Linked DNA regions of Sus scrofa: regions 1 and 2 are each linked to region 3. Evidence: chromatin contacts called from public Hi-C and HiChIP or PLAC-seq data. All regions are on one chromosome and are shown on one strand. The core of a region is the stretch at or near the end of the contact, and the rest is flanking DNA. Distances in the headings are between cores, read along the strand shown.

What was found. A called contact is a pair of places that touch in the nucleus more often than the background predicts. HiChIP or PLAC-seq counts read pairs in DNA pulled down with a chosen protein or histone mark.
Region 1: an H3K27ac HiChIP or PLAC-seq map of skeletal muscle shows a contact between it and region 3. The contact joins two enhancer-like sites. A contact is called at or near these places in 8 of 47 Hi-C or Micro-C datasets (alveolar macrophages, blood, embryonic fibroblasts and 4 more) and 2 of 2 datasets of contacts at active chromatin or transcription factors (alveolar macrophages and skeletal muscle).
Region 2: a contact with region 3 is called in a Hi-C map of liver, with 2.3 times the contacts expected there. The contact joins the promoter of AK2 here to the enhancer-like site in region 3. A contact is called at or near these places in 1 of 5 promoter capture datasets (liver), 26 of 47 Hi-C or Micro-C datasets (adipose tissue, alveolar macrophages, blood and 13 more) and 2 of 2 datasets of contacts at active chromatin or transcription factors (alveolar macrophages and skeletal muscle).

The regions. Positions count from the first base shown.
Region 1 is chr6:89,297,429-89,301,396 of Sscrofa11.1, forward strand. It overlaps AK2 (adenylate kinase 2, mitochondrial), which reads right to left. Exons shown (of 7, transcript XM_021095843.1): 6 at 3,163-3,358; 7 at 1-814. The coding sequence ends at 810. Among named protein-coding and RNA genes, the nearest start is that of AK2, 19 kb to the right of the region's middle. Within about 2 kb of position 1,448, at least 21 of the 83 cell types and tissues checked have an H3K27ac peak or open chromatin away from gene starts, as enhancers often do. A contact at or near this core is called in skeletal muscle and subcutaneous adipose tissue, where this site is marked.
Region 2 is chr6:89,316,543-89,320,637 of Sscrofa11.1, forward strand. AK2 (adenylate kinase 2, mitochondrial) reads right to left here and starts at 1,524. Exons shown (of 7, transcript XM_021095843.1): 1 at 1,331-1,524. The coding sequence starts at 1,429. It overlaps LOC110261133 (a long non-coding RNA gene), which reads right to left. Exons shown (of 3, transcript XR_002344966.1): 3 at 3,696-3,735.
Region 3 is chr6:89,225,816-89,229,619 of Sscrofa11.1, forward strand. It overlaps RNF19B (E3 ubiquitin-protein ligase RNF19B), which reads right to left. Exons shown (of 10, transcript XM_005665197.3): 8 at 1,488-1,619; 9 at 190-682. The coding sequence ends at 226. Among named protein-coding and RNA genes, the nearest start is that of RNF19B, 23 kb to the right of the region's middle. Within about 2 kb of position 2,551, at least 28 of the 83 cell types and tissues checked have an H3K27ac peak or open chromatin away from gene starts, as enhancers often do. A contact at or near this core is called in adipose tissue, alveolar macrophages, liver and 6 more, where this site is marked.

The DNA.
Region 1 (3,968 bases), core at 198-2,697, 71 kb after region 3:
TCATTGAAAATAATACATCACAGTGCTGTCGAGTGATCCCAGTCACAGGATTTGAGGATGGAAAGGACGATCTTTGGATAATGTTGCTTAGGACACTTGTTCATTTATTAAAAGGAGTCCCTTCACACATCATGGATGGAGGAAGGCAAGAGTGTAGGATCGTGGCACATGCTGGGTGGTGGCAGAGAGATTACCCGCCAGAGCAGGTGGGCAGGTGAGTCAGGAAGGGAGTGAGACTAGCCTGCCCCTCCTGCCCCATGACCCCAGTAAACCTGATTTGCTGAGCCACCGGCCCCAGGAAAACACCCGTATCTTTTTCAAATGCGGAGATGATTTCTTGGTCTCACAGTGTGGGGAACCAGGGTGAGCAGTCGGCTCCTGCCCTGTTCCAAGCTACAGGACAGACAGGACAGCAGTGTGATGGCCTGCATTCCTGGGCTGGCATGAGGTCTGATAAAAGTGAGGTCTTAGGACACTGGCTTTAAAAAAACATTGTCACCAGTCCAGAGTACATGAAAACATGATTCCTTAGAAATAATACTGCAACTCCCTGTTTCTACTTACACCTTCCAATCCATGTTTTAAAAAATTAATTTTTCCCTTTGTTTCTAATTTTTAAGATTCCTACTCTATGTAAAAGAAATCGCTTCACTACCACCTGGGGCTCTTCCCATCCTCCTCTTGAGCCCTCAGCACTCCTCCCTCTCCACCCTTACCCTGCGCACCCCTCCCTTCTGCCCAGCACCTAAGAGCAGGAATCACGCCGCGGGGTGATGAGCAGTGGTGCAGTCTCGCCTGGCCTTCTGTTACTAGGCTGAAATAGAGAGGAAACAAGAGAGAACAAAATGGGTTTTTAAAAACCAAGTAAATATTAGAGAAGGCTGGCATGCATGCCCCAGCAACCAAATGCATTAAACACTGGACATCTCTCTGCCAGGTGAAAGCTCTCATGCCTGCTCAGGTTAAGGCTCTGGAATTAAACGAAGCAAAAACGGAATACTAACTACCTCCAAAAGGGCATATGCATCCCCCACGATCTTCCAGTTCTCACCGGCAGTCCAAATACCACACGCGGGTGTGTGCACATGTGAATGTATATGGATGGATGACAAATATTTGAGCAAGGATCATGCACACTCAATTAGCAAACATGTGAGGACCTCATCTTTGAGGCTAAGTGCCTGCAACTGTCCCCAGTCGAAGTGGAATAGATTTCAGGATTCATGAGGCTTCCTTTATCCAGAGAGAGAGAACCCAGCTCCCTACAATGCTGACAGTTTTGGTTTTACTCTTTTTCCTTGTCCATTCCCAGAAGTCATGTGCTTCCCAGAAACATTCCACGCCAGATTGAGTTTCCGTTAAGAATGGGTGGAGTTAGTTTACAGCCAGGAAAACAAAGCAGAGCAGAGCCAGCAGACACTCACTTGAAGCAGACAAAGAGGGACGCAAGATGGCCACATACCCACAGCCAGCTTCCAGGTGGACAGAGGACAAGCCCTCTGGTGGTCCCACAGACAGCAGGAGAGCCAGGTCAGATGGGGACTGGGCACTTTAGAGTCCACTGCACTGAGTCAACAGAATACACTGGGCAGGTGGCATTATTTACTGGACCTGCCACTGATTTTCTAATGGTTTTTCCAGAAGCTGCTATTTTCTGCGGTCGCTCACAGCAGTCTATTAACTCATCTGTTTGCCATAAATCAAACCACAAGACCAAAAGGCACAGCATGGAGCCCCAGGAAATGCTTAATAGTTGGGAGCTGAGGTTAGGAATAAAGCCAGGTTACCACCATAGGTGATCTTATTTTGGGGGGATCCTTTCTTGGAGAGGCTGTAGCCATCACCATTATGAGGTAAGGGATGAATTACGGATCTGGAAGGGAGACAGTTGAGTTCTTTTTTTTTTTTTTTTTTTTTTTTTTTGTCTTTTTAGGGCTACACCCGCAGCATATGGAAGTTCCCAGGCTAGGGGTCTAATTAGAGCCTCAGCTGCCGTCCACAGGCACGTGGGATCTGGGCCGCATCTGTGACCTATACCCCAACTCACAACAATGCTGGATCCTCAACCCACACTGAGCGAGGCCAGGGATCGAACCCACGTCCTCATGGATACTAGTCGAGTTCATTTCTGCTGAACCACAACAGAAATTCCATGGAAGGAAGAGGGTTGAGTTTTAAAGGAAAACATCTGATTTGGGTTTCACATCCTGCAGGGAGGCTGAGTTTGAATAAATTCTTATTGAAATGATGCAAAAACAGATCACCCTCTAATCACTACTTTGTTCATACTTGGAAATAGAGGCAAACATTAAAAATAAAAACAAGCCTACCCTGGTCTCTCTTTAGGAAAATGGACTGGCTGCTCTCAGATGCCCAGTCTGGAGGTTCAGAAGACAGTCTGAATTCAAAAGGACCTTTCGCCTGGTTTAATTCTTTGGCAAAAATTCAGTATTCAAACACAGGTCCCAAATCATTCTTACTTTACAGAACCATGAGGCAGATCATAAAAATACTCCAACTTGACCTGGCTCTTTCTATGGTGACACCCTCTCTCAGTAATTTCTGGAATCTGTAATGTGCCTTTTCCCTTCTGTTTAGGGAAAAAAATTAATGATCCCTTTCCACACACTCAGAGTTGGCATTTCATTATGAGTGAGAAAACAAGTGGAATTTCTGGCCAACAGTTTGCCATCAGGAACTATGGTCCTGCCTGACTTCACGTGACTTTGGACTTCTAATTAGCCTTTGGAGATGGAATAAATACCAGGAAATTAGAATGCCTGGTAGATACCTGAGTTAGTTTATTTTGGTCAAAAAATAAAATCAAGAGCATGGCTGCAGAAGTAAACAGCTGGTAAAGCAACCTCGCCCATAACTTAGAAAGTAGGAGGTGGACACATACTTTTACCGACACACGCGCGCACACACACACACACACACACACACACACACACACACACAGATGAGATGAGAGTTGCACACATGCCAAAGATACATGAAAAAAGTGCTTTTTAATCAATACACCAAATGATATTCTTGCTGGCCTGAGGAAGCTTCCCTCTGTCTGCTCTGCCATTCCCACCCACTTTCTCAGCAGGGACAGGAAGAAGAAAGAAATTCCTTTTTGGACTCAACATTAAATAAACATAACCAAGTCTTTACATGTGGCTTTGGAGAAGGCTGCTAGGATGCTTGCAAACACGACATCAGGGGTCTGGGATGCGTCGATGGCAGAGTGGATGCCCCGTTTGCTGTAGTATTCCACCAGCGGGGTAGTCTGAGTGTGGTAGGCCTCCAGGCGGATTTTCAAGGCCTTCTCATTATCATCTGATCGGCGGATCAAGGGTTCCCCGGTGATCTGAGAACAGGAAGAGGGTGATGAAAGGCCGGGACTCTTAGCAAGGTCTCCTTATCTGATGCCACATGCAGATTTGAGATGCTGGCTGATCATGAAGACCATCAGAGGGAGAGACAGAAAATCTAAACCCTCTCCAATAAAGGACTTCTGTGCTTGTAGCAAGTTGGTCCCAGGAGACCACCTGGTCCAGGGAACTCAGGGAGCCTGAAACAACAACTGAGAGGAAAGGGCTGAGAGCGGGGCACGGGCAATGTCCTTCTCTCACAGCTTGTGATCAGGCTATTCGGCTTCCAAGACAAATACTTCTAGGGTGGGAAACGAGAAAGATGGAGGCCCCTGAGTCTAGGAGAATACGTCAAAAGCAGAGCTGCCTTAGCACGTAGGATCTCAGCTGCCTAAGTATCCAGTGTTTTTGTGATGGTGTCAGCCATCGACATTCTGGAAGCAGCAGTAAAGTGAGAAAGAACGCTGAGTGGTAGAATACCGATTCTGTGAAACGTGACTAAGTTGACAGATGGCTTTGGAACCTATGTGACCTGATGAACTTGTCTCATATGACAAAGGTAAATGCAGGAAATTCTTATTTGCTCTAAAACAGACAACCGGACTC
Region 2 (4,095 bases), core at 274-2,773, 90 kb after region 3:
GCAAAAGTTTATAGAGTTTGGGATTAAACATTCCTAGACTGCAGGTTACCTAATAACTGAAGGTGGCAGCAGCAGGAAAGAGGAGCCTTCAATGTTACCAAGGATAAGAGATTAGGTAACAGCGAGCCCCAGGTTCTGGCTATAGAGAGAAAAGGGCAAGTGGTATTTCTTGACCTAGTGGCCAGAACCAAAAAGCAAATCACAGGAAAGAATTCAATCTCCCAGACTTCTCTTCTCCTCATCACCCACATGAATCTGTCTTCATCCATTTCTCATAACCTCATCATGTACCAAGTAATATGCTGGGTGTCACAAGAGTCCCAAGAGTAAGACACATGCCAAGATTCTACCATTTTTGCAAGTGCTAGGAAGCGAAGATGGGGCACAGAGCAGAGCCCAGAACCCCATTCCCTTAGGAACTCAGACTTCCAGGATTCCTTCTTTAGAACCTAAGCAAAAGAAGAACCTGTTCTTCAGAAGGGCAAGCAAAAACCTGAGGCCTCAGGGGCAACGCCAGACCCCAGGCAGGAAGAGGATACTGATGATAATTCAACCTATGGGCTTTCAAATCCTACACAAGATCATAAATCCCAACCTTGATCCACGCGCCCACTAGGTCCCAGATGCCAAGTGAGGCCCCACAGTCAGCAGAAGGTAACTTCAGACTCCGTAATCGCCCAGAGCCCTGAGGTTCCAGGCTCCATGAAATCAATTTTGCTAACCTGGGAAAACCACCTGACCCCTTCCGGCCTGTTTTCTTATCTGTATATTAAGATTCCCCCACTTGACTGGCTAGGCAGGACATACCTCACGTCTTTTAGCAATACTCCTAATCAGGCCAGCTCCCGCTTTTCCCCACCTGCAGGAGATGTTCTTCCACCTTCAGGCATTAATCATTACAGAAACGGACCCCTACACGGATGCCTGGAACGTAACCCTGGACAATTCACTCCCAATTCTCATGGAGTCTGGGGTCTCAGCCTCCTCTCGGGTTGTAATCGACATGCCTCAGCCCAGGTGGTTCACCCTACCCTTCAAATCTCAGCTTCTAATCCCTTCAGGACTCTGATCAGTCTTTAAAGCTCCTAACACGACATCTTAAGCCTGGATCCTTCAAGAACTTTAACTCAAACTTCTCCAACCTCCACTTTGGACCTTCCCCCAAACACCTACCGAAACCCCAGACGCCAGTCACGGCTCCCTCATCCCCACCCCAGGCACCCCAGGCCTCAGCCTGCGCGCGGCTCGGCTCTGGGGCGACCAGGACCTCCGGCCGCCCTGACCTTGGAGTTCCACGGGATCCGCCGACAAGTCCAGCCCTGCAGCTCACCTGAGTACCTTTGCCGGCCCCGGGCGGCCCCAGCAGCACGGCCCGGATGCCTTTAGGACCCTCTTGGGCCGGTTCGGAGGCGGTCACGTTGGGAGCCATGGCCGCCGAAGTCTCTCACTGCTTAACCCTCCAGCACACCTCTCAGCTCCACGGTTTCCAGGCCAGCGCGCCACGCACGCCACGCATGCCCCTTTCGCCCCTTACACTGGTCCGTAGCCACGTCTGTCACTCTGCTCCGCCCACCCCTGAGCGCGACAGACACTTCAGTTTACCGGCCAAGCAACGATACCGGGGAAGGCTGCTTTTGATTGGACAGAATCCGTGAGGGAGTAAGGAAGGGGCGGGCCATCATGGACGGGGGTGGGGCTCGCGGCGGGTGTGCGGAGTGGGCGGGAAAACGTGAAGCTAGGCTAGAGGTCCAGTTGGGAGTTCTAGGCGGGCTTTTGACAGTTAGTGATACCGGCAACTCCAGGAGTCCTTTAAAATTGCCCGCGGGATTATAAATGGGTGGAATCAGTCCTAGGAAACAAATTGGCAAATATGTATCAAATACCCTTTGGCCTAGCAGTTCCACTTTCGGGAATTTAAAGGACATAATCTAGGATATATGCAAAGATTTGTGTAACAAGGATATTAATTGTAGCACTTATAACATCCCCAAAGCCCAAAACAAAACAAAAACAAAAGGCACTATCCCAAACGTTCAACAATAAGAGCTTGGTTAAATAAATTGCAACAAATTTGTATACTGGAATCCCCCCCTTGTATAAGATATTTAATCACCTGGGAAAACGTTCACCAAACATTGGGATACAAAATTGCAGTTATGGAGTTCCCGTCGTGGCGCAGTGGTTAACGAATCCGACTAGGAACCATGAGGTTGAGGGTTCGATCCCTGCCCTTGCTCAGTGGGTTAACGATCCGGCGTTGCCGTGAGCTGTGGTGTAGGTTGCAGACGCGGCTCGGATCCCGCGTTGCTGTGGCTCTGGCATAGGCTGGCAGCTACAGCTCTGATTGGACCCCTAGCCTGGGAACCTCCGTGTGCCGCGGGAGCGGCCCAAGACATTTCAAAAAAAAAAAAAAAAAAAAAAAAAAAAAAAAAAAAAAGACAAAATTGCAGTTACAATAAAATCCTACTTTTTTTTTTTTTTTTTGGCTTTTCAGCACTGCACCCACGGCATATGGAGGTTCCCAGGCTAGGGGTCTAATCAGAGCTGTACCCACTGGCCTACACCACAGCCACAGGAACGCGGGATCGGAGCCCCGTCTGCAGACTACACCACAGCTCACAGCAAAACCGGATCCTCAACCCACTGAGAGAGACCAGGGATCGAACCCACAACCTCATGGTTCATAGTCGGATTTGTTTCTGCTGGACCACGAGGAGAACTCCCACAAAATCCCACTTTTGACAGTTACAAGTGATGATCTCTGTGTAGTGTGATTACAAGAGCACCTCCCCTTCTTTGTGCATTTTTATATTTTCAAAAAGTTCTGTGATGAATTCTATAATAAACAGATCAAGCTTTTAAAGTCGGGAAATGGTAATTTCTTCCAAAAGAGAGAAACTCTTGGACAACGTTTTAGTGTATGAAAGTTACATCCACACCCCCTATGAAGCAACTTCTGAGGTCCTGCCTGGTACCACCAGCCCCAAGGGCCCTTTGGACCTTTAGTTGAGAGTGATTATGAAATAATTATGTTTCCCCACAGGCTTACTGCAACTCATTTTCTACATCCTGGAAATGAATTTGCTATCTCTTCAGCTTGGCCTCTTCTGTTTTACTTCAACAAGACGTTAACATTCATTTCCCATCCCTCCTCATTCCCTACACTAGGCGTTCACAAGGTTCCTGACCTTGAAGGAGGCAGTGTTGCCATGCCCATTTTCCAGGAAGATATACAGCGACCAGCTCAAAGCCACATGGTAGCAGAGTCACAATTAACATTAGGAGTGGCAAGAGAGCACGGGATTCACGGGGGTGAGGGTCAGGGTGGGGAGTAAGAGTGTTTTCTCTGGTGAAAGCCTCTATGTGCCCCAAATTCACTTCAATTCAAAAAGACCAGCGTTTATTGAGGTTTAATATGCTCAGGACACCAGGCGAGGGGGGATAAGAGCAACTTTTCCCTTTTATCATTGGTCCCTAAGTGATTCTGACCGGGCATGGAGCTCCCAGCAGAGAATGCAGCTAAGGTTACACATAAATATATAAAATGTCAAATTTATTCATTCCATTTTTTAAAATGTTCTAGTTGGAGTTCCTATTGTGGCTCAGCAGGTTAAGAATCCTGACTAGTATCCATGAGGTTATGGGTTCAATCCCTGGCTTTGCTCAGTGGGTTAGGGATCCAGCATTGCCGCAAGCTGTGGTGTAGGTTGCACAAGTGGCTCAGATCCTGTGTTGCTGTGGCCAAAAAAAAAAAAAAGAAAAAGAAAAATTAACATTTATTTACTCAATGATTAAATTTATTAATAACTGCTATCATCTACCTATTTATGGGGTACTTCATGCCAACACTGTGCTAAGCACTTTATATTCATTGCCTCAGGTAATTCTCACAGCAAACTATATATGAGGTAACTGCTTTATTATCTGCATTTTTGTATGTGTGTGTGTCTTTTTACGGCCGCACCCGTGACATATGGAGGTTCCCAGGTTAGGGGTCTAATCAGAGCTGTAGCCGCAGGCCTATGCCACAGCCACGGCAACACGGGATCCAAGTGGCATCTGCGACCTACACTACACCTCACGGCAACACCGGAT
Region 3 (3,804 bases), core at 1,301-3,800:
AAAACTAAAAAAGAGTGGGGGGGTGTGGGAGTGGGACTAGGGCAAAGTTTCCATGTTTTATCTGGTAAGAAATTGCAAATTCCTTAGAATTTTCCTGGGGAAAACCTATGACAAGAGAATCTCTGAAATAAAATACATAAATCCCTGCCCGCCCCCCGCCCCCCCAAAGACGTCAAAAGATGCAGTTACAAGTGTGCTTCTCAGAACAGGAGCATTCATTCCACTTCATACTCTGGCTTCTGCATCTTCCAGCTTCAAGACAGTCTTCCCCTCAGCTGGGGCAGAGAGGTTCCTATGGGCACTTGGGCTCGGTGCACCTGGGGCTCTGGGTGTCGAGGGACAGGCTGCGGCCTGGGGGTGAGGGGAGCCACACTCATCTGAGGTGATGTCTGGCACATCATCTGATTGCGTATCAGAGCTCTCCAGGTCACTGCGGATGCTCTCGGGCTGGGCCAGGCTGATGTCCCAAGCTTTGTTGGCCAGGCAGTCTTTCTGTTCACAGCTTTGGTGTTTGCAGGGGGGATCCTCTTCATTGTTGCCACCACTACTACCACCTTCTTCTTCATTCTCCACCATCTGAGCATGAACATGGAGTGAGTCCTCCGTGCTGCTTCCACTCACCAGCTGGTAGTGGCTTGGTTTGGCTTCAATGTCCACTTGGATTTCCATATTGTTGCATTCTCTGTGGAGACAAAATCCACTTTGCTGAATCATGCATGGGTCATGCTATACCTGTTGGTAAAAGCAGTTTGTGGGTTCAAGATTAGAAAGTCCAAAAACATAGGTAAATAGTAGACTAGAGCTCACTTTTAAAAATAAAATTACCCTAACACTCAAATAAGATGGAGAAGAACAACTAGATTTTTTTTGTTGATTTTAAATATGCACACAAATATACACCTCTGCCTATTAAAAAAGCAACTAAAAACGAGCTTCTAAAATTCAACTAAGGGTCAGAGTCTTACACTATCTTATACTCAAAATATGAAAGTGAAGGAAAAGTCGTAACTTTTTATTTCTTTGCCACAATTAGAAAAAACCAGGATCTCTCTAGTAGGGAGTGCTATGATCACACCATGCCAGATACACGAGCTTCTCAAAAATACAGAGAAATAGGCTATAGGAGCCACATCAAGCAAAGAATATGAGAGCAGAAACCACAGACGCGCAGACATCAGTGAATACCAATCTAGCTCTTTAAGTTCCATGTGAATAATTACACTGTTATAATAGCCAAGAAAAGAAAAAAAAATGTAAAAGAAAAGGAAGAATAAAAGAAAGAACCTCTAAAAATCAAGTGCTAAGAAACAATCAAGAGATGCCAAACACTCCCATACCAAGAACTTGCTCAATGAATTCACAGGGTATACACACTATGTATCCCACTAGATGGTACAACAGCCCTAACAAGAAGCAGTGAGCTTCTGAAGGCTGAAACCCAACCACAAAAAATGCAACCTCTCCTAGGCATCTGACTGTTCACATACCTGTCCTGTGGGTTGTAGGAACTGATTATGGAACCGGCCATAGCACGAGTGCTTGCGTTGTCACTAATTGCACCAAGACTGGCTGTGTCTTTGGGGAAAATTTCCTTTTGGACATCGGCTTGGACTTCTAACCTGTGTAAAGAGGGGACGTTTAAGTTAATATGAGACAGTCTGCTTCCTGGCACATACCTCTTCCATTATTCTCTTGGAAACTGAGTTGATCTGATCTTTTCCAAATGTCAAATCACTCAAATAGACACCCACACATCTTCTTTCTTAAATTTATCCATCTCAATCGTCCCCTCATTTCTATTCCCACTGCTACTGCTTAACTTCAGGCCCGCAACTGCTCCTGCCTGGGTAACCGCAATTGGGCTCTCTTTCCAGTAGCCCTTAGTCCAAGTAAAACAACTTTCAGATCAGTGCCAATGTCGACAAAGACCTGATCACTCTAACAGCTCTCTCGGCTCCCTCTTGCCAACAGGCATTTAAGGTCTGCCTGATCTGCCTCCAAGCTCTCTCTCTAACCACAGGTCCTAAATCATAATTGCACTGAATTTTTTCTTTCCTTGTACACCTATACACATTTTATACCTCCATGACTCTGCACATGCTAGTCCCTCTCTCTCCAAGTTCCCTTTCTCTACATGACAAACTCTGAATATTCAGTCCTTGACAATAAAGGAAGTATCATCTCCTCTCTCTTCCAGGAAATCAGTCACATCCTGCTAAGTGCTCTCATAGCACCTACCTATTTATTAAATCAATTTACGCACATCTCTCCTGCTCATCTGTGAGCTCCAAAAAGTGAGAGACCACATCTCATCCACACTTTGCCCTCCATGTCTTGAGAACTTTAACATTTAGCCATCAAATTATCCCTAGGCTATGAGCTTAAAGGCCATACAAGAGTCAGCTTCCTACAAGGGCAGTAAACTTCAACAGTGTCTTGGAGAACTCTGAGCTTTTCCCTTCTTGGCTCTAACACCATTTGGTTGTACACTTAAGTATTTCCTCATAATGGGTTTCACAGTCAAATTCATCTGACTCATTCACTTCCTATAAAAGGCTTTCACAGAACTGGAACAGCTGGACTGGCTAAGCTGCAGTTTCAGCAAGTCACTCTCATTATGTCTGTCTGCTTATTTACAGGGGTGTTGGTTTTAAGAAAGCACAGCAGTGAATTCTCTAGCATGTGGGGGCGGGATCCCCTAACAAGAGACAACCAGAGTCATGAGACGGAGGCAGGTCAGCAGCAGTCTGCAGCTGCACATTCAGTCAACCTCCGTCCTGCTGCCTGAGTCTTTGCTCTGTTGCTCTAGTCTTAAAGGCTCTTCAAGAATGTGCCATGGCCCAGGAAAATGGAGCAGTGCAAATTAAAGTGCACTGAGTCAGAGACCTGGGTCCTAGTGTCAGCTCTGCCACAGAAACACTCTCAGAATTGGAAGAGACTTTTCACAAAGACCATCTCCTTAGGTGGTTCCCAGATGCCAGTCTGTGCAATGGCTATGCTAGAATCACCTGGGGAGCCTTTTCAAGACATAGACCCCTAGGTCCCACTCTAGGAGCTTCTACTTTATTAATTCTGAGATACGGCAAGGAAATCCATTTTTAAAAGGCTCCCAAGTGACTGACAGGCACTCAGGTGTGGGATCCAGTGCATGTGCCATCTGTTGCTTGATTCCTTCTAACTCATATTAAACATTTCCAGGGGGCAGTTCTTGTCGTGGCTCAGTAAATAACAAATCCAATTAGTATCCATGAGGATGCAGGCTCAATCCCTGGCCTTGCTCAGTGGGTTAAGGATTCAGCGTTGCTGTGAGCTGTGGTGTAGGTTGCAGATGCGGCTCAGATCTGGCATTGCTGTGGCTGTGGCATAGGCTGGTAGCTACAACTCTGACTAGACCCCTAGCCTGGGAACCTCCATATGCCACGGGTGTGGCCCTAAAAAGACAAAACAAAACAAAACAAAAACCAGCATTTCCAGGAATATGCAGCTCAGCATCTACTAAGGTAATCCATTCTTTCTTTGGACTTTTATATAGATTTTTCCTATACTCTCTATAATGAAACAAAATTAGTTTCCCTCCAGCTTCTGCCAGATCATCTTAATCTATCACTTGGCAAGAGGAAGAACTGTTAATCCTTTTTTCCAGTTCTAGGCCCTTCAGATATCTGAAAGCAAGTGTCTCCCCTACCTCCCTACCTTGTTTTTTTTTTTTTTTTTTGTCTTTTTTTGCCTTTTCTAGGGCCACTCCCTCGGCATACGGAGGTTCCAAGGCTAGGGGTCCAATCGAAGCTGTAGCCACTGGAATAT